6 separate regions of the Mus musculus genome follow, and all the other regions are linked to region 2. The links are chromatin contacts, called in public promoter capture Hi-C maps. All regions are on one chromosome and are shown on one strand. Each heading gives the region's core, a stretch centred on a gene start, on an enhancer-like site or on the middle of the called end of the contact. The rest is flanking DNA. Distances are from core to core; before and after follow the strand shown.

What was found. Promoter capture Hi-C pulls out the DNA fragments that hold promoters and counts their contacts.
Region 1: a contact with region 2 is called in a promoter capture Hi-C map of pre-B cells, with 4 times the contacts expected there. The contact joins the promoter of Phldb3 here to the promoter of Sertad3 in region 2. A contact is called at or near these places in 2 of 39 promoter capture datasets (liver and pre-B cells).
Region 3: a promoter capture Hi-C map of erythroid cells shows a contact between it and region 2, with 8 times the contacts expected there. The contact joins the promoter of Arhgef1 here to the promoter of Sertad3 in region 2. A contact is called at or near these places in 2 of 39 promoter capture datasets (embryonic stem cells and erythroid cells).
Region 4: a promoter capture Hi-C map of cranial neural crest shows a contact between it and region 2. The contact joins the promoter of Cadm4 here to the promoter of Sertad3 in region 2. A contact is called at or near these places in 2 of 39 promoter capture datasets (cranial neural crest and hippocampal neurons).
Region 5: a promoter capture Hi-C map of liver shows a contact between it and region 2, with 2.4 times the contacts expected there. The contact joins the promoter of Zfp790 here to the promoter of Sertad3 in region 2. A contact is called at or near these places in 2 of 39 promoter capture datasets (cranial neural crest and liver).
Region 6: a contact with region 2 is called in a promoter capture Hi-C map of liver, with 8 times the contacts expected there. The contact joins the promoter of Tbcb here to the promoter of Sertad3 in region 2. A contact is called at or near these places in 3 of 39 promoter capture datasets (cranial neural crest, hippocampal neurons and liver) and 1 of 115 datasets of contacts at active chromatin or transcription factors (astrocytes).

What each region holds. Positions count from the first base shown.
Region 1 is chr7:24,609,887-24,613,113 of GRCm38.p6, reverse strand. It overlaps Phldb3 (pleckstrin homology like domain, family B, member 3), which reads right to left and starts at 1,786. Exons shown (of 15, transcript NM_001102613.1): 1 at 1,536-1,786; 2 at 435-617; 3 at 101-238. The coding sequence starts at 1,769.
Region 2 is chr7:27,472,025-27,475,119 of GRCm38.p6, reverse strand. Sertad3 (SERTA domain containing 3) reads right to left here and starts at 1,280. Exons shown (of 2, transcript NM_133210.2): 1 at 1,249-1,280.
Region 3 is chr7:24,901,067-24,904,259 of GRCm38.p6, reverse strand. Arhgef1 (Rho guanine nucleotide exchange factor (GEF) 1) reads right to left here and starts at 1,274. Exons shown (of 30, transcript NM_001130151.1): 1 at 1,132-1,274. Cd79a (CD79A antigen (immunoglobulin-associated alpha)) reads right to left here. Exons shown (of 5, transcript NM_007655.4): 4 at 2,959-3,027; 5 at 2,402-2,829. The coding sequence ends at 2,716.
Region 4 is chr7:24,480,616-24,483,649 of GRCm38.p6, reverse strand. It overlaps Cadm4 (cell adhesion molecule 4), which reads right to left and starts at 1,627. Exons shown (of 9, transcript NM_153112.3): 1 at 1,488-1,627. The coding sequence starts at 1,551.
Region 5 is chr7:29,814,222-29,817,449 of GRCm38.p6, reverse strand. It overlaps Zfp790 (zinc finger protein 790), which reads right to left and starts at 1,378. Exons shown (of 5, transcript NM_146185.2): 1 at 1,161-1,378.
Region 6 is chr7:30,230,810-30,234,002 of GRCm38.p6, reverse strand. Tbcb (tubulin folding cofactor B) reads left to right here and starts at 1,806. Exons shown (of 6, transcript NM_025548.4): 1 at 1,806-2,423; 2 at 2,734-2,877. The coding sequence starts at 2,310. Polr2i (polymerase (RNA) II (DNA directed) polypeptide I) reads right to left here and starts at 1,929. Exons shown (of 6, transcript NM_027259.1): 1 at 1,599-1,929; 2 at 1,467-1,521; 3 at 1,180-1,253; 4 at 1,022-1,096; 5 at 885-936; 6 at 616-718. The coding sequence starts at 1,657. The coding sequence ends at 656. It overlaps Ovol3 (ovo like zinc finger 3), which reads left to right. Exons shown (of 4, transcript NM_001289817.1): 4 at 356-706. The coding sequence ends at 564.

The sequences.
Region 1 (3,227 bases), core at 537-3,036, 2.9 Mb after region 2:
CCAATCTCTTTGAAGAACAAGGACAACTATTAGGTCCGACCAGAGGGTGTTCCAGCCCGGAAGAAAGGAACATGAGGATGGAGTCGCTGGTCACACCAACCTGCTCCCGCTGTTCTTGGCTGCTCGGCTGGGTCTCCACCCGCTGGCCCAGCAGCTCCCGCAGCTGCTCCTCCTCCCGGCGAGCGGCCACTCGTTCCCCGGCCAGCTCACCCCGGAGCAGGGCCACCTCCACCTCCATCTGCGAAAAAACAAGGCGAGAATTTGGGTGCAGCAGCCAGTGGAGGAAGGGGCTGGGAGATGGGAAGTCTGGAAAAGGCCTCGGGCCTTGAACACCTGCTGCTTATCAAAAAGGATCCTAAAGTTTAGAATGGACTCGGTGTCTTGGCTCGCAGGTTCCCTCACGGGTTGATTTCCCAAGATCTCCCCATCCTCACCTCGATCCTCAGTTCCTTCTTCTGGCGCTGTAACTCCTTCACCCGCTGCTCCATCAGAGCCACGCGAGTCAGTGCCTCCAGCTGCTGTCCTCGCAGCCGCCGCGCTGCCCCCCGCAGCTCTTCCCCAGAAGGGAGGCATGGGGAAGGTGTGGCTGGAATCTGCGCGGCAGGCGTAGCCTCGGGCTGAAATTAGAGAGGGTGTGATGAGAACAAGTCTCGCCCCCCTCAAGTCACCAAACAGGTCTGGTCCCACCCCAGTAGTGCCTCTGGGGGTCATGAGCTGCCAAGTTCAACTACTTCCTTTCGGGTCCGAATGGAAGACCGTGAAGCGGGGAAGCCGGCAGGTTCTGAACCCATCATACAAAGCCACTATGCTCTGAAGCTGAACTAGCAGAGCTTGCTTCCTTTTCTTTCCTTCCTTCCTTCCTTCCTTTCTTTTTTCTTTCTTCCTCATTTCTTCCCTCCTTTCCTTTTCTTCTTTTCCTTTTTCCTTTCTCCCTTCTCTCTCCTTTTCTTTTTTCTTCCTCCATTTCTTCCTCTATTCTTTCTTTTTTTTTCTTCCTTCCTTCCTTCCTTTCCTTCTTTCTTTTTTGTACCTGAATGCTAGTGGAAATCAGAAGATTCTTGCCTTACATCAATGAGGGTTCTGGGGATCGAACCCAGGTCGTCAGATTTGACAGCAAGTGTCTTTGTACACGATGAGCTCATCTGTCCCTGAGTCTCAACCTCTTGGGATCTCTTTCTCAGAGTCCCTGGATCGCTCTTCTTCCCCCCACCCCCACCCCCGTCCCTCTCTCTGACTTAGACTCTTCTATGTTGGCATTTCTTTTTGTTTCTCTTCTGGGTCTGTGTGTCTTCCCTGTGTCTCTCTTTTAGGTCTATGTCTCACTCCCTGTGTCTCTGTCGTATCTAGTTTCTATGTTTCTACCCGAGTCTCTCTGGCTTCAAATCCAACTTTGTCTAACAGGGTGTTTCTGCCTGTCTATGGGTACTCTCCTTGACTCTGGGTCTCTGTCTAGTCTCTCTCTTTATGTTCTTCTGTGTCGTCTTGGGTGTCTGTCTGTCCGTCTGGACAGCCCCCCCGGGGGGATGATCCCTCACCTCTTCGCGGCAGCTCTCGGTGCTGCTACCTTCTTCCACTTCTTCCTCTTCCTCGGCCTGCCGCCCAGCTCCGGGGCAACTTGGAAGCTCCGCTGGGACTTCGGGCTCCTTGTGCTCTTTGGGATCCTCGGGGTGCCCCTGAGGCTGCACAGCCCCTTGAGGCTGGACCTCGACGGCGCATTCCGAAACCTTTGGAGACGAGGAGCCCTCCTCTAGGGTGCTGGGTGTCCCCATGGCCGCTTCGGATTCCTGTGGTGTGGGCGTGGTCAGTTTCAGAGGCGTGGTCTGATGTTTGTGGGCGTGGTCTAGAGCGCGTTGAGCTTGCCCAGAGGGCGGAACCTAAAGGTTCAGAGACCAGCTCTGAACATTCCGCGGGCGTAGATTTCCTGGGGACCCGCTCGCGACTGGGGAGAGGCTGTCGGCTCCGAAGGTGACACACACACCTAGAGGTGGGAAGAGAATTTGAGTCCGGGGTCCTAACGCTCCCCGTGCTGGGGCGTCGCACGCTGAGCCTTCCCTTTGCTCCATGTGTCATCCCTGAGCCCCTTCTGCAGCCCTCTCCAGTTTCCCGGATTGCCTCCAAGAGATTCCATCTCCTCTACCCTCTCGGGACTAGCCCGGCTCTCCTCCTTGGAGCTCCACAGTTGGGTCCCGAACCACCTGTAAGGAATCAGCGTCCGAGGCTCCTCACCCCAAGATCCAGAACTCGGGGCTGGCAATGTCTACCTCTCCGGATATGCCTGGGGCCCCAACGCCTCCGTTCCTTCCCGGGAGGAGGTCCTCGTAGGTCGTCAACCTTCTTTCTGGCTCTGCACTGGGCACTGCCGCTCCTGCGGCTAAACAGGTGGCTGGAAGGAGGGAGGAGAGAGAGGCCGCCCCGTCCCCCTCCCCAGCAGCCCGGAAGTGGAGGGGGGGACAACAGGTCCGACAGCTCTCCTGGGAGGAGGGAGCCAGCAGCCTGCCCCGCCCGCAGCCCAGGCACCCAGCCATCCCGGCCCCTCCAGCCCCACCCAGAGAGAGCCCAGCGCCCAGACCTCCCACTCAGCCTCCGGTGCCCCTGGAGGGCCGGGCTTCTTAGCCACCTGCATACAGCAGCCTCCCTAAGGCCGAAGCCTAGGAAATCCTCAAAGGAAGATAGGAATGAAGATGGGGGCCTCTCCCCTCTAATAAGCCCTTTGGAAGGGCCCTGACCGGTTTAGGGAGCCGGACAAGGGGAGGGGGTATCCCGGGCTGAGTCAGCGATCTGCCCAGAGACAGAGTGTGCCCCACGCGCACACAGTTTACTATGGGGTGGGGCACAGAGGTTAAAGGTCACAGCCAGACCCTTTCCTCTCTGGGCAGAAACAGGAAAATATCTGGTATGCAAAACCCGACTGTTAGACATCAAGAGCTGTGCAAAACATTTGACACACCTCAGTGTCATACCACACCACAGCCCATAGAAAAAAAGAGATCGACCGTCTCCATTGTACAGTTGTGGGGACCGAGGCTGAAGGAAACAAATACACCTAGGATCTACAAGCATTCTAAATGACTTTTTTAAAATTATTATTACTTGTGTATGTGAAAGATAGTGCAGGTATGTAAGTGGCACCCAACATGTAAAGAGCTCATAGGACATCTTTGGGAAGTGGTGCCTTCCAACGTGGGATTCAGGCATGGAACTCAAATCATCTTGTTAGCAAGAGCTTT
Region 2 (3,095 bases), core at 31-2,530:
ACCGCCTCTTCCTCCCTGAAGGCTGGGATTAAATGTGTGTGAGACGAGGCTTAGCTGGGACGTGTGTGTTTAAATTCTTTTTTTTTTCTCCTTTTTTAACAAGAATATTTCTGTCCGTACCTGCTTCCTACAATTGAGTCTATGACCTCTCAAAAGAGAGGGAGTATTTCCCAAACTCCGACCCAAAGGAAAGCCAGCTAGAGCGAAACTAACCACAAACTGCACCCTCTAGCGACCAGTCCAACCCAATCATCTCTTTTTATAGGCACCACCCTTCCCTGGGTCGCTAGACCAGACCCAAGAACACCTCAATGTATCCTCAGGGCCTTCTGGGAACTGTGGACCCAAAGGCTCCAGGCAGAGCTTCGGCTGTCGCGTTGGAACTACAATCCCCAGAAGGCCCAGCACACCCAAGAGACTGGACACGCCCGCCCTCTCTGAGAGCATGCGTACGGGAGCTCCGGCTGGTGGGGGAAGGGAACCCGGACTTCAGCTGCCCAGCGGCCGCCGAGCCCCGCCCTCTACTGCCTTCGGGGCGGTGAATCCGAGCTCCACGCCCCGAGCGCCCCTCCCCCACCAGGCTTCAGTCAGAAACCTGTTTTCTCTGGGTCCCTATCACCCCAGGAAGTTCTGGATTCTTCCCCAAACTGTCCTCGGTGTGCAGAGGTCCAAATCCCATCACATCGCCCAAAGACGACAAATAACTCTCGGGTACATAGTTCCGCCGGCGAAACTGGATATCCCAATTCTGAGACCTCGTCCCAAATCTCCCCTCATTCGGCTCCACTTTCAAATGACTCTGGCTTTCCAAATACCCAGTCCGGCTCCGAGACCCAGTCAGTGAACTCTTCCCCGGCATTCCCTTCTCACGACGGCGTCTCAGAATCCAATACTCGGTTCCTCTAGTTCCCGGGTTCCTCTAAATGCTTCATATCCTAGCCTTAAAACGCTCACTTTGTCCAGAACACCGTGGAACTCCAAACTCAGCCTATTCTTCGAGACTCAAACTGTCCTACACTCTCCTCCAAAGTTCTTTCTCCGTTTTCCTGGCTTCTCCAAACTCCAACTCCTGAGTAATCCTGCTCCCCCTTCGGTGCTGATGCTGGAATTCAGCCTTCCACCCTCCAATGTCCATCAATCACACCAATCTGCTCTCCACTCGGGATACCCCGCTTCCGCCTACCGTGGGGGCGCGCCCCCGTCCTCCTCTAACTCCAGGGAAATCTCACACAGGCGGCCACTCCTCACCTCGGCTGCCAGGGTCGCCACGACTACCTCCGACAAGCCTGCAGGGTTGGGTTCCACCAGTGCTGGGTAGAAGTCCGGCTCACTTTCCCCGGGCCTCTGGGTCTGGCTGGGGGCCACTCGGCTCCTCCCCGGAGGCCAGTCGCAAGCCAGGATTGGTTGGAATCCTGCCCGCCGCGGGGCGCCATTGGCTAAGAGGAGCCACGGATGCTAGGCCCCGTCCATCACTGGGCCGGGTCCGGTTTAGGTTGGCTACTGGTCAGGGGGCGGAGCGGAGTCTCCACGGTGGAGTCTGGTAACGCCGTCAGAACTGCTACTTTGGACCCAGCTGTGTTTCTCACTCCTCTGTTTCACTGCAGACCCCTTATACCAGACCCCACTGAAGAGTGACACCGGGTGACACCATTCTCCCCTCCCTGCGGTTTTGCAGGCTTGGGGCAGATGGTGGAGGCCACGCCCCCCGGAGTTCCGAAGGCTGGGTCAAACCGGAGGGCGGGGGGGGGGATGACGCACTAGACAGCAGCCAATAGCATGATGCGGCTTGCGTTGCCTGAACGACCGCAGCCCCGCCCCTTAGCTGGCGGAGCTCTGCTTCCCCACCCCCAACCCGTCTTGTAGGAGGAGTCTATGCTTAACCTAGAGGGGTCTGCTGCTTGTTTGGGGGAACCTCCTGGATCCCAGGCAACGCTTTCGTTTTCCGCATTTGTCTGCCTGTTGCTGTTTACTCTTAAAGACTGCTCACAACTCTGGGAACAAACTCAAACTTATTATTATTATTATTATTTTTAGTTTTGGGGATTTAACATTTGAGCATTTTGAACAAACACCGTAGAACTGAGCTAAGATTTAAAATTTTGTGTGTGTGTGTGTGTGTGTGTTTAATTTTGTGATATGGTTTCGTAGTGAAGGGTTAGCTTGCTCTTCACTATTTGGTCTCTGGTACCCTCCTTCCTGTTTTCTAGGACTCACTTTCGGATTCTTTTTGTTTTAGGCAGTCTCGTGAAGCAGGACTCCAGTGTAGACAAGGGCCTTGAAATTCTAATCATGCTTGGCTTCCATATTGCTAGTCCTGGAGCTGCAGGTGTGTCCCTAAAGAAAATTCCTTTTGCTTAGTTTTTGTGGTGTTGGGCACGGAACACCGAGGTGGTGCTAGCCAAAGTACTCTTATCACTGAGCTACATCCCCAGCCACTTTTTTGTTTGTTTTCTGAGACAGCGTTTTGCTGTGTAGCCTAAGCTATTCTGGAATCTTTCATCTTCCTGCTTCGTTTTTCTAGTGCTAGGATTTAGGCATTACCAGCTTGTCTAGCTTGCTTTCAGTTTTTCTAAGATGGCTTCCAATATCTCCTAAGAAATAAACACAGGGCTTTTCTCCCTTACCTTATTGCAAGGGTCCAATTCAAGGCACACTCTCAGCAGTGAGACAGCCAGACTCTCAAATGTTCTTCAGATGTTCTTGGTTTTGCTTTGTTTAGTTGTTTGTTTTTAATGCCTTTTTTTCTTTTCTTTTCTTTTCTTTTTTTTTTTTTTGAGACAGTTTCTTTGTGTAACTCTGGTTGTCCTGGAACTTACTCTCTAGACCAGGCTGGCCTTTGTCCCACAAATGTTGGGATTAAAGGCGCGGAGCCACCATTCTCTTGGTTTTGCTTTTTTTTTTTTTTTTTAATTTATTTTACACGTGTGAGTGTTTTGCCTGTATGTATGTATGTATGTATGTATGTATGTATGTGCACCATATACATACCTGGTGTCTACAAAAGTCAGAGGCATCAGATCTCCCGGGAGAGTTACTGACAGTTGTGAGCCACCACGTAGGTGCTGTGAATCAAACCTGGGTCCTCACTGAACCCT
Region 3 (3,193 bases), core at 25-2,524, 2.6 Mb after region 2:
ATAGGGCCGCTCTGGTCTGCCTTGGAGGACCCTTGTTTCCGTATTTCGACTGCCCCTGTCACTCTCCTGGGCCCCGCCCCCTTAGCAGGAGTGGTGCATGGTTCCATTGCCTGGTTAGGGCTCAATCTCGGAGAAACTTCAAGTCGCTCAGGTCCTAAGCACCTATCGGGACCTCACATGAGCTCTACCTCCCCAACTCGGACCTATTAAATTCCAAATGCTTGTATACCCTCTGTCACCACTGTCAACTCCTCCCGCTGTAATTGGAAAGAAAAAACAAAACAAAAACAGAACCCCCTCACATAGATAGACACACACACACACACACACACACACACACACACACAAACAAAAGCATAAAACACTCATGCGCTCGAGCATATATTTTCTTCTGATAGACTAACCTGCAAAATGCAATGACTTCCCTTTAGGCCTCAGTCTTCCCATCTGTTCAATGAGGATATGTTTCCGGTTCTCTCCCCTACAGCCATCTCCCAGAGTATAATTAATACCACAGAGAGGGTAAGGAAAAAAGCTTTCTGAGACGTGTTTAACGCTCTGTAAGTCTCGGCTTTAAAATGTACTGCAGAGATATTTGTTTATTTTAGGGAGCTCTAATCAAGCATCCATGATCGCAGGGACAGCTCTTTACAGGAAACAGCTTTGAGTTCAAGTCCCAGATGCTCTGTCCCTACGACAAGGCAGTCCGACTCCCTGGGCCTCAGTTTCCCTGCTGATAAATGAGTGTTATCGTTCTTCGCTGGGAGCCTGGATCTCTACCTACTTGTGCTCTCGACAAGTGCTCTCTCTCTCTCTCTCTCTCTCTCTCTGTTTTGTTTTGTTTTTTTTTTTTTTTTTCTTTTGAGGCAGGTTCATGCTAGGTCGCCCAAGCTAACCTCGAACTCATGGCAATCCTCCTGTCTCTGCTTCCCAACTCCTGGGATGACAGGCGGGCGCCAACGCGCCGGGTTTTCTCTTTGCTCTCTTTGACAGATGAGAAAACCGAGGCCAGAGAAAGGCGGCTGCAGGTTCACTGGGCGCACCCTGGGAGGCCCTCCGCGCCCGGTCCCCTCCCTGCTCCTCCCTGCGGCGGCTGGAGGAGGAGGCCGGGCGGGGCCAGGGACAGTGTACCTGGTGTCCGCGCGGGGAGGTGACCGGCGAGGCGCCCGAGGTCGGGCTCGGGGATCCCGGGCCCGGTGTCCCGACTCCGGCTTCCTGGCTCTGGCGGGCAGGAAGTCGGGGCGTTTTTCCGGAGCCCCCGCCCGCCGCCCCTCCCCGCTTCCTGCCCGCGCCCCGTGCCCGCCCGGCACCTCGGCTTCCTTCCCCTTCTCGCCGCCCGCGCGGCTCCTCCTTTCCCCGCGGGCGCGTCCCCACCCGGCCCCGCCCGGCTCCCCTTCGCCTTTGTCCGCCTCCGCCGCCCTCCCTGCTGTTGCCCAGCTCCTGCCCTGGCCCTTACTCTCTCTTTCTCTTAGTTTGCGACAAGGGCTCCCTATGTAGCCCTGGCTGGCCTCGAACTTGTTGTGTAAGGCGGGCTGGATTCGAACTCAGGTGTCTCTGCTTCTGGAGTAGAGAGATTAAAGCTAAAGGTGCGCGCCACCACCCTGATCTCTTTTTCGAAGCTCGAAGGCCTTCCTGCCCACAAGGTCAGGGGCCCATCCAGGCACTCCTTGCTTTCTGGCCTCTGTTGCTTCTCCCTGCTGCAGCTCCTCTGTGCCTTGATCACGCTGGGCCCATTTCTTGCTGTTGGCTGTCTCTCTCATGCTCTGAGATTTCAGGCTTTGTCCTTTCCTCAACTGTTATTATCAGGCCAGCCAGTTTGTGTCTGCTTCTTCCTTTGGCTATTTATCTCTGCATCCTTGTCTCTGGGGATCCCACTGAGTCTCCTCTTGGCCTCCTGTCTTTTAACAACCTGAGTCTGCTCTTCCCATCCCAATGACTGTCACACCACTCTAGCTCTCTCTGTCATCCCCCTCCCCCCGGTTCTTGACAGAAACTCTCCAAATCTGCCTTATGCAAGTGAACCCATGAGGGAATTAGGCCCCACTCCAGAAAATAATATCTTGTGTTCTCAGAGTTTAAATATAGGTAAAAATTTGGTAACACCCGGGCTGGTTCCCCCTTGCTTTGGGACATGAGGAGGGTGAGGCCCTATAAGGGAGATAAACCAGCATTTCAATTGGGGTGGGGACTTCCCCAAGAGACTTCCTGTTATTTTGGGGGGAGGGGGTTGGGGAAGACAGACAGCAAGAACTGTCTGGTCCCAGATCTCAGAAGTGGTCAGGTGAGAACTTGAACCTAGAATCCTGGGTCTGAGGGGGGAGGGGACTTGGGTTTTCTGCTCCTGGTTCCCTGGCAGTGTTGAGGAGCAGTCTACATGAGATCCATGACTCCTGCCAAGGGCTGCTTTGGGAAGGATTTATTATCACTTAAGTGGCCATGACAGATCTGGGAGGAGGGGGGGTGACACTAACGAGGCTGCTGTAATCAGCTCCCCTAGAGGCAGCGATTAAGGGCTCATTACCCACTAGAGAGGGAGCTGGACTTGGGGAAGGACAAGATTAGGTGGGAGAATAGGGTGGGGCAGCCTGGAGGCAAGGGTAGGCCACTCGAGTGGCTGGAGCAAGCACTGGGAAGGGGGGACTCCAGGGGAAGAGTGGGGAGGCAGGGATGCTGGAGTCAGACATATGGCAGGCAGGGAAGGGTGGGACATGTCAGTCATGGCTTTTCCAGCTGGGCATCTCCAATGTGGAGGTTGCCCACATCCTGGTAGGTGCCCTGGAGTCCCCTGGAGATGTCCTCATACATAGAACAGTCATCAAGGTTCAGGCCCTGCAGGGGTCAGAGAGGAGACATCAGTACCCTGACAGCTGGAGCCCCAGCGTCCAGTCAACTCCAGGGTGAGACTCAAGGCAGACACCACACCCCATGCACCCGACGCCTGCTGCAAACAGTGCTTACCTCATAGAGATTTTCATCTTCATAGTCATCTGGCATGTCCACCCCAAACTTCTCATTTTGCCACCGTTTCTACAGAAGGGGATGAAGTAGAAGCGACGTTTAGCAAGGAGGGAGGTGAAGGGTTTTTAGACTGTCTCCTACTAGCAAGTGCTTTATCAGAAAGAGTGAGGGATACTGTGCTCCCCACCATCAAGGCAGATCCCACCATCAGGATCTTGGCAGATTCTAGTCTCTG
Region 4 (3,034 bases), core at 378-2,877, 3.0 Mb after region 2:
GATGAAAGTTAGGAAGCAACTACAGAAGTCTGCAGAAGAAAGGCAGAACTTCTAAGGTCGGCTTTGCCCCCAGCCTTGTCCTCAGCGGCAACCCTTGCTTGGGGTGGCAGGTGTGGCAGCACTCAACTTAGAAGCTCCCTCACATTGTCAGACATGGATCCGGTTCAACACTCTCACTGGATAGAACTGGAGCCAGGAAAGAGGGCTGGGCCACCTGGTCCCAATTCTCAACTCCCTATAGGAGACCTCAGCCCTGCCTTTGCTCACCAGCAGCCTCCCCATGATGGATTCCTGGGCAAAGTAACTTGACCCACCGCAGGGGAGTGTCCCATGGTGGATATAAGAAACACAGGGTTCTAAGTGTGAGCATTCAGGTGACATTTCCTGACCTTGTCCCCAGCCTCAGGGTCACCGTGTCTTGGGTGGGGGCTGGGGGGTCCTCCAGATTCCCATAGTGAGTGAGAAAGACATGTGGATGTCCTGGAGGGGGCTCTTCTGTGAAGTGTGGCTTGGATGTGTGAACGGGTGGGAGGGTTTGGGGGAGACATTTGTGGAATCCACGTGTGTGCTCACATGCCAATGTTCCCTATATGCCACTTCACACATCTATACTGTCACTGCCCTGCCTGACACCACTCTTCTCCAGGAGCGAGGAGGGATACAGAGATGGGAAAAGGAGGATGGAGGATGCATGGAGAGAGGAAGCAGATTTGGGGGAGAGGGAGACAGTGGGGTAGAGAGGAGAAAGGAGGCAGCTAGGCAACAGAGGCTGCTAGAGAAATGGGAGAATGATAGGGGACAGAGAAGGGAAGAGATACAGGATGTCAAGGAGACGGGGAGAGAGATGGTGAATGGGGACATAGAGGGACGACAGCAGCACAGGAGGCGGCAGAGTGAATAGAGGATGGGGGGCAGGCAGAGTGACCCAGGAAAAAGGGACAGAGGTGGGGGACAAAGGCGGCGTGGAGAAACGGGAAGGGGGAAACAAGGAGAAAGGAGGACAGAGGGAAGGAAGGACAGGACTTGAAGACTGAGGGACAGAGGACAAGGGCTGGGGGAAAATGAGAGAGAGAGAGAGAGAGAGAGAGAGAGAGAGAGATCTAAAGACTAGGACCGAAGGACAGTGGGACCGGCCTGGAGAAGGAGGGCTTGGGGACATAGGGGGAGGGAGGGTCTCGGGCCCTTTGTCCCCGCGGGATCGGGGCCTGTGCGGGGTGGGGGGGCTGCGGCACGGCGGCCGGGGCCCGCGTCCCCCCTCCCCTGCCCGCGGCTCTGGGCTCCTGGCCCGCGCTGCGCTTTGTCCCGGGGACGAGGGTCTCCCGCAGCCCCCCCCCCCCACGCAGCGCATTGTTCCGGCCTCTGCAGGCCCCCAGGCGACCCAGCTGTCACAGCGACGAGACCCCCTCCCCAACCCGACCGCAATACGCACACCTCCCTCGTCACCCCGATCCAGCCCACCGACCCGGCCCCCACCTCCGTCACCCTACCTGGCCCCGCCGCGGCCGCCCACAGCAGCAGCAGCGGCCACTGGAAGCGCCGGGCCCGGCCCATGGTGCCGCCGCCGCCGCCGCCACCGCCGCCGCCACCGCCGCCGCCGCTCGCTCCCGGCCCGGCACCTGCACCTCCCGCGCCGTCGACCCCGCCCCCGAGTCCAGTCCCGCCCTCTGCTCCGCCCACTGCGCGCCTTGGTGGGCGTGGCGTCAGCTAAGGGGCGGGGACCGGACGGGGACAGAGGGGCCCAGACAATGCGGGGAGAGGGAGGACGGGAGCGCGGAAGGGCGCGCACGGGGGTGGGAGAGCAGGACAGCATGCGGACCCGGGCGCGAGGGCAGGGCGTGAGCGTGACGGCGTCGTGGGAGCCAGTGGGGGAGGACTTGGGAGAGCGGAAGGTCGTGAGGGTCGTGTGAAGGTGCAAAGGTGTGCGTGCGTGTGCGCGCAGGCGTAGCCTGGACTAGCGGAGCTCCCTAGAGGACGCTGCACGGGAGACACGGGGAAGATGCGCAGGAGATGCACCGGAGTGTGCGCGGAAGATGCACGAGAGATGCGTGGGAGAGGCGCGGGAGATGCACGGGGGAATGTATAGAAGACACACGGGAGATGCGGGGAAGATGCACGGGGGTTGTGCAGAAGCTGCTTGGGAAACCCATAGGGGGTGCGTGGGAGATGCTTGGGAGATGCGCGAGAGGGCGATGCTCGGAAGCGCGCGAAGGTGCGGGGTGCTGGCGTGTGCTGTGAGTGTGAGCTTTGGGGGAGAGGAGTGTGATGATGCCACAGTGAATGTGGGCAGGGAAAGACTGAGAGGCTGGGCAGCAGCGGGTGGCTGAGCAGGTATGGACTTCTTTGGGCAGGGCATAGAATAGTGTCCGCTCCCTCCCTCTAGTCCTGACCATGACTCGCCAAGTTTCAGTCTTCTTTCCCTGGGAGGGGCCTCCAGAAAGCTAACCAGACTGGAAGGAAGTCTTAACCCTAGGCCCTGGGGAGAGCGAAGCCCCTGCCTGGGGCAATCTTCCAGGTATGGCATCCAGACGCTGTACTCTTTCCCACACTGTCCAGTCAAGTCTGTCTGTGTGACTCTGCCTTTCAGGTTCTGTTCCTCATCCTGGGGGGCTGACTCATCCCTCCAAACTTTGCTCTCTTTTTTCTTCTTGGGTGTGGGTTCCCCTGAACCCACCCCTGTGGCCACCTGAAGGCCTGGAGCAGGCTTATGACTCATAGGACCAAGAAGAGGAAGAAAGTGAGGTGCTGGTGGCCTCTGCCTCTCACAGGACTCAGGGACAGCAGGTAAACTGGGTCAACATATGCCCATTCTGAAAAGCTCGGCTTTTTATTTTCTCTCCATCACTTCTAAACTGTTGTATATCCAGGTCAACCAAGGGTCATCATCACATGACACACTTCCTGTCCAGTGCCTAGCTCCCAGCATCCTCTCTGTCTTTAGTCCCAAATTCATCAACTCTTATGTCAGGACCAAAACTCCTAGCATCTTGTTTCAAGGACCAAGGCTCCCAGCAGCCTCTCTGTTCTCTACCGTAGC
Region 5 (3,228 bases), core at 129-2,628, 2.3 Mb before region 2:
ATGGGGCAGGCTTATGGTACTGAGGTTTCTATTTAATTCAGATAAAGAAATGAGATGACATTTACCTTCTAAATCTGGCTGATCTGGACACACACCGTTGCGGCTGTGTCCACTGACTCTGGATGCTATGGACACACACCGCTGTGGCCGTGTCCACTGACTCTGGCTGATATAGACACACACCGCTGCGGCTGTGTCCACTGACTCTGGCTGATCTGGACACAAACCGCTGTGGCTGTGTCCACTGACTCTGGCTGATATGGACACACACCGCTGCGGCTGTGTCCACTGACTCTGGCTGATATGGACACACACCGCTGCGGCTGTGTCCACTGACTCTGGCTGATATGAACACACACCGCTGTGGCTGTGTCCACTGACTCTGGCTGATATGGACACACACCTCTATGGCTGTGTCCCACTGGCTCTTAAGTACTGTGTGCAGCTTGTTTTAATCATGGTGATGCTGCTCTCTGTAATAAACTTCCGTTTATCACCTTCTGGAGCAGGGCATGGTAGTTCACACCTGTTATCCCAGACCTTGAAAGTCAGGAGGACGGCCTCTGAAGGGTGACCAGGGCTAAACAGCAAGATCCTGTCTAAACAACAAACCAACAGAAACCACTTGACAAGAGGATCTGGAGTTCAGGTCAACCTTGGTTATAAAGAGAATTGCAAGCCAGCCTCAAAATCAAACCTTACCTGTGTCTCCTCAGGAACTCTCTAGAGAAGGGACGATGTCTGCTTGGGGTACCCTGAGCGTTAATAACGCCCCCCCCCAAAAAAAAACCACCCCGACTGACAAAACACTGTGTTAAAAATAAAAAGTCGGCTATATTGCCTGTAGATTGCCTACGCCGCACAATTAACTTACAGAAAAATAACAATGCTAATTAGTTATTATCAGCTATACATTTTCCCTCCCACAGACACTCCAGAAGACCGCACTTACTAATCGTAATTTGAAAAGAAAATGAGATTTAGGAAGCTTCCGCTATCTCTATAATCTCAGCCACTCCTGTACAGGGATCCATCCAGTCGAGACCCAATCCCCAAGAACCATTCGATCCGCATACAATGTCTCCTCCCCACAACAGCTCGCTCCACTCACAAAGCGCCACAGCTCGAGCCCAACTCTTGCTCACGCTCATTTTCCTTACCTCGCAGTTTCTCTGCCGTCCAACTCCTCCCAGATCCAGCCGCGCATGCAATCTAACCTCCCTATGCTTTCTCTCACACACGCTCAGGGCTGTCATTGCGTACTCTTGCACCTACAGGACGAGGCTTCCTCTTGGTCAGACTGCCAATGCTGGGTTGGTCTTAGCGCTGGGGTCCTACATTCCGGTCTGTGGCCCCAACTTCCAGCAGGAAGTCGAATTCGGAACAGCCTCCTTAGACAGATTTCCGCCTGGGGATTGGATGACTCAGCCTACTCGAGCCATGCGCCTCCGGTCACCAGCACGGCCTTGAACTACATTTCCCAGAATACCTCGGTTCCCTGGAAACTCGCAGTGCTGAGATAGTGCTGGGTCGAGGAGCCTGATCTAGGTCTATGAAGTCTTTCACCGCTGGGATTTCCTCACGATTCCGACGAATAGCCGAACACTTTGTATCTGTTGTTCAGGCCACAGCTTTCAGCCCCTGACATTTCCAGGCGTTGTATTTCCCTCTCCTGGGAGCCTTTTTTAAGGAGTGGGCAGGGTACTCCTGACAGGTTTGGGGAGAACTTTAGGGATAATGAGACGCCTTTGGTGCCAAGGGTTTGGATGCACCATCCTGTGCAGTGCAATGAAGCTGACTCCGGGAGATCCGGAGCTGTGTAGAATTGTTATCATGTGTCTGGGTGGTAGTCTAGGGGATATGGAGGCAGAGAGGATTCCTTGATTGGTGAGTATGATCGCATCCATTGTGTGTGTGGCTGGAGTCTGTGTGACCGTTTTGTGCCATGCTTTTTTTTTTTTTTTACCAGTGTGAGGTCCCTCGAGTGTGAGGTCCCTGGGCTTTTGTGTTTGTGAGCATTTGCCTAACTTTGGGAGCGTGTGAGGTGACCGACTGAGGTGTGACTGCTTCCCAGTGGACCTTTTCTAATTTCGGTAGAGGTAAGGTGAGGGTGGGGGCAACAGTGACTGTGATTGGCTCTCCCTGTTAAGGCTTCCGTGTGGGGTGGATTGTATTTTCGTTTGAGGCACCCATAGCTTTTGTGTCCCCGTGGTGTGGGATTAATTGGAGAGTCACTATAGGTGAGGCAACTTTGTACCTTTGTGACTCCAGCCAAGGGGACTTGTGTCACATCCTGGGGGTAGACTCTGTCCTTATCTACAGTCACCCTACTTTTGTCTGGTGTTTCCATTGCATAGGAAGCCCCTAGGCTTCTCTGATTTCTTGATAGGTGCTATGGCTGTTGGGCCAAAATGATCTCTGAAATGGTTGAATATGCATCTACAAGAGCCTAGTGTGTGTCACACTTTTTTTTTTTTTTAATTCCCGAGTTCTGTCCTGTAGCTTATGATTTCCTGACATCCCTTTACTTTTGTCAAGATGTGGCTTGTTTTCCTCCTGTTGAAAATTCTGGCCCATCCTGTGACTGCATTCCTGTAGTGTACCCTGAAGTGGAAGTTTAAGGAAATGTCAGGTGATGCAGACCCATGTGATATTTGGAGAGAGTATAAATAGGAGTCAACCCACAGTGACTAGTGTATAGCTAGCTTTGCATTGCTTTGCTGGTTTCAAGTCTTTGCTGATCTTTGCTTCATTGTACCGTATTAACTGCTCTTAAGTCCTTTATCATCCTCCATTTACCTGATTTCTTTTCTTTCACAACACAAAGGACAATTCCATGGGCTGGTAGACTCTTCTACATGTTGAGCCTCCAGCTGCTCTTATACCAGTTGTCCAAGCGCCTGCAATTTGTTGTTGTTGTTGTTATTGTTGTGGGCCATCTGCCATACTAGTCTGTTTAATAACCATTTTAGAGGCAAGGTTGTTGGTGCATCAGCAGTGTCCACTTTTATAAGTTTGGAAATTCAGTTGCTATGATGTCCTGTTTTGGATCATGGGCACAGCTTTTGACTTTTTTGATCACCTGTATTAATACCTTCCCCAGGAACATCTCCCATATCACACCTGGCTTCCTCATATGCTGTCCCTAGAACTGCAGAAATATTTATTTTAGTACCCCACTGTTGTAAAAGATCCCTTCCCCATAAGTTTATGAGTAGATCAGCCACA
Region 6 (3,193 bases), core at 557-3,056, 2.8 Mb before region 2:
GGTACTTGCCTTTAATCCCAGCACTTCTGGGCAGAGGAAGGCAGATCTCTGAGTTCCAGGCCAGCCAGGGCTACACTGTGAGACCTTGTCTCACAATAAATCCATATGATATATTTCCAGGTTCCAGATTGAGAGCAGGCAAGTAGCTAAGAGTCCCTCCCTCTCTCACAAGACGCTTCCTGTTGAGGGATGGAGGAGACACATGGCCTGGCTCCTGTTGCCTTAAGCAGAAGTAGCAGATGGCTAGTGGACCACAAACATAAGTGTCTGCCTAGCTAGGAATAAAGATAGGGAGTGGCAAGGCCAGAAGCCTACGCTCCAAGGCCGCCATCGCCCTCTCTGCTCATCTTAACAGGAATACGGCCATTCCGCTGCGGAGCCTGTGGGAAAGCTTTCACCCAGCGCTGTTCCCTGGAAGCTCACCTTGCCAAGGTGCACGGGCAGCCAGCCAGCTACGCTTACCGGGAGCGCAGGGAGAAGCTGCACGTGTGTGAAGACTGTGGCTTCACCAGCTCTCGGCCGGATGCTTATGCGCAGCACCGCACCCTACACCGCACGACCTGATAAGACTGGCTGCTCCCTACCCACGAGAGAAATAAACACGGGAAACACTAGTGTAGAAACTGGCATTTATTACAGGTGGAAGAAGGAACGATCACTCAGTCCAGCGGTGGCCGCAGTGTGGGGCAGTGCAAACATAGTACAGGCGCATGGCGTCCTAGCAATAAGAACGTTCAGTCAGGGTCTGGACCCAGAGGATAGTGTGAGGACCAAAAGAAACGATCAAAGAAACTTTCCCAATCTTGATTTGAGTAAACAGGATCAACCCAAAACTGGCGTGTCCCCCCCACCCCTACCCCCCCAAGCACCCAGCCGCCACTCACCTCAGCTCGGGCACTGTGTGACTGAAAGAACACTGCCTCCTTGTGGCCACACCTGAGGGAATGGTTCAGTTACTAAACCGCGAAAGACCTCTCTGTGCACAGCCACTCCTCTTTCCCTATGCCAGCTGCGTACTCACTTCTGGCACGGGTGGTCCTCCGTCCGGGGCAACGTGGGGTCCTGGGACACGTCTGCGATGATCTGGGTCAGCTCGCTGCAGGCATAGGGAAGTAATTAGCGGTCAGGCCGGGTGTCCTAAGAGGTGACCCGTGCCCCAAGCGAGGTCCCGCCACTCACTCCACTTCGTGCGTGATTTTGTTGACGTAGATGCAGCTGTTGTCGGCTTCCTGCTGGTAATCGCAATTCCGGCACTGCAGACGGGAGAGCATGTGGGAGGAGTGTCACAAACAGATCAGATCTCCAACAAGACTGGACAGGAAGGCAGGGTGTTCCCAAGGAGGGCATGGACAACATGGGAGAGAGGGTGTGCTGAGGGGTAGTCAAGAGGCGAAAGCGTGGGGGAGCCAGCAGGGAGCGCGCAGGGAAGGCGTGAACCCGCGGGCGAGAGGGTTGCCGGTACTCACCGCGTACAGCAGAATGCGATTTTCCTTGTCCTCCTTGGGGTACAGCATGTTATTACTGTGGGGAGGGGAGGTCAGAGGTCAGCCCTGGAGCCAGTCCTCACTGCCTTCCCACACCTACTGCCCGGGCCTCACCATTCCTGGCAGAACCGAATACCCACGAAGCCAGGCTCGTACGTCCCGTCGGGTTCCATAGCGACTGGGCTGCTGAGCCTTCTGCGCTTGCGCGGGCGCGCTACGGAACGCGGGAAGGGTCGCACACCGAAGCTGCACCAAACTAGGGCGATGCTGCGCGCATGCGCGGGTTCCTTATTTTTTTATTTTTTTTATTTTTTTTTTTATGGATGTCTGGCTGACGGCTTGCGTCGATCCTTTGATACCCTCTGCTACTCACTCCCGATTTCGGAACCTGCTTCCCAACTCCGAGTGGAATGGATCTAGGACAAGGGCTGGGACTATGATGCGCGATGTCATCCGCAAGGCGCTGAGCGTGAACGAGAGAATCCGCTGCTCTCTTCTTGGCCCAAGGCCAGTGCACATGCGCCGAACTTACACTCGGCGGACCGGGACAACTCCAGCCATTCTTCCCGGCTTCGGCCTCCTCCCGCCCTCCTCTCCTGCTTCCCGTGCACGGAAGGCCTCTCGGGATTGGTTGGACGTACCCGAGAATCCGCCTGTCCGTGGAGAAAGAACAGCAGCGATTGGCTGGCCATGTTAGGTGGAGAACTTGCATTGGTCAGCTCCAGAACAAGGGGCGGGACCTATATCCCAGAAGCAGCGGCGGCCACTGCGGAGCCGGTGTGAGACGGCTGAACCGCACCGCGGGCCACTCCGGGGCGCAGCGAGATGGAGGTGACGGGGATATCGGCGCCCACCGTGATGGTTTTCATCAGCAGCTCCCTCAACAGCTTCCGTTCGGAGAAGCGATACAGTCGTAGCCTCACCATCGCAGAGTTCAAGGTGTGGCCGTGGGGGCGGGGTCCGGAGGGGCGGGGCAAAGAAAAGGGAGTAGGGGGCTGAAAACTAGTGGGCGAACCTGGAGGGAAGGTTGCAGAGACTGACAGCCAGCCTCCCAGGCCTGGGAGCCCCGGAGAACAGAGTCCACCGAGTAGGGGCAGGACCCGGGAAAAATCAGACACTCCAGAGAGCCGAGGGGGCGGGTCCAGAAGGAACTGGTCCAAGGTGGGTCTTTTTGGAACTTGTTTGTTGATCAAAGTCTGAAGATGAGGCCTCTGACAGCCTTTCTCCTCATCTTGCCTCTTTACTGCAGTGTAAACTGGAGCTGGTGGTGGGCAGCCCTGCTTCCTGCATGGAACTGGAGCTATATGGAGCAGACGACAAGTTCTACAGCAAGTTGGATCAGGAGGATGCACTGCTGGGCTCCTATCCTGTGGATGACGGCTGTCGCATCCATGTGAGGACACCCTTTCCCGGGACCCGCCCCACATTCATTCACTAATTTATTTCTTCAACAAATACCATGTTTTGCCCAGTGTGATAACCAGTATAGGCTCTAGCCACATGGAAGCCCCAGTTCAGCCTGGTCAGAAGCAGACATTCAGTAGACAGTGACAAACCAGAGTTGTCTGAACTGGCTTAGGGGGAGGGAGCTCACGGGAAATTCATCAGAGGTACCAGGCTTTACCTGGGGATATCTGAAGAGGCTTCCTTGAGGAATGGGTATTTGAGCTGATATCTAGAGAATGTTCCATGGAGAGGACAAAAGTATA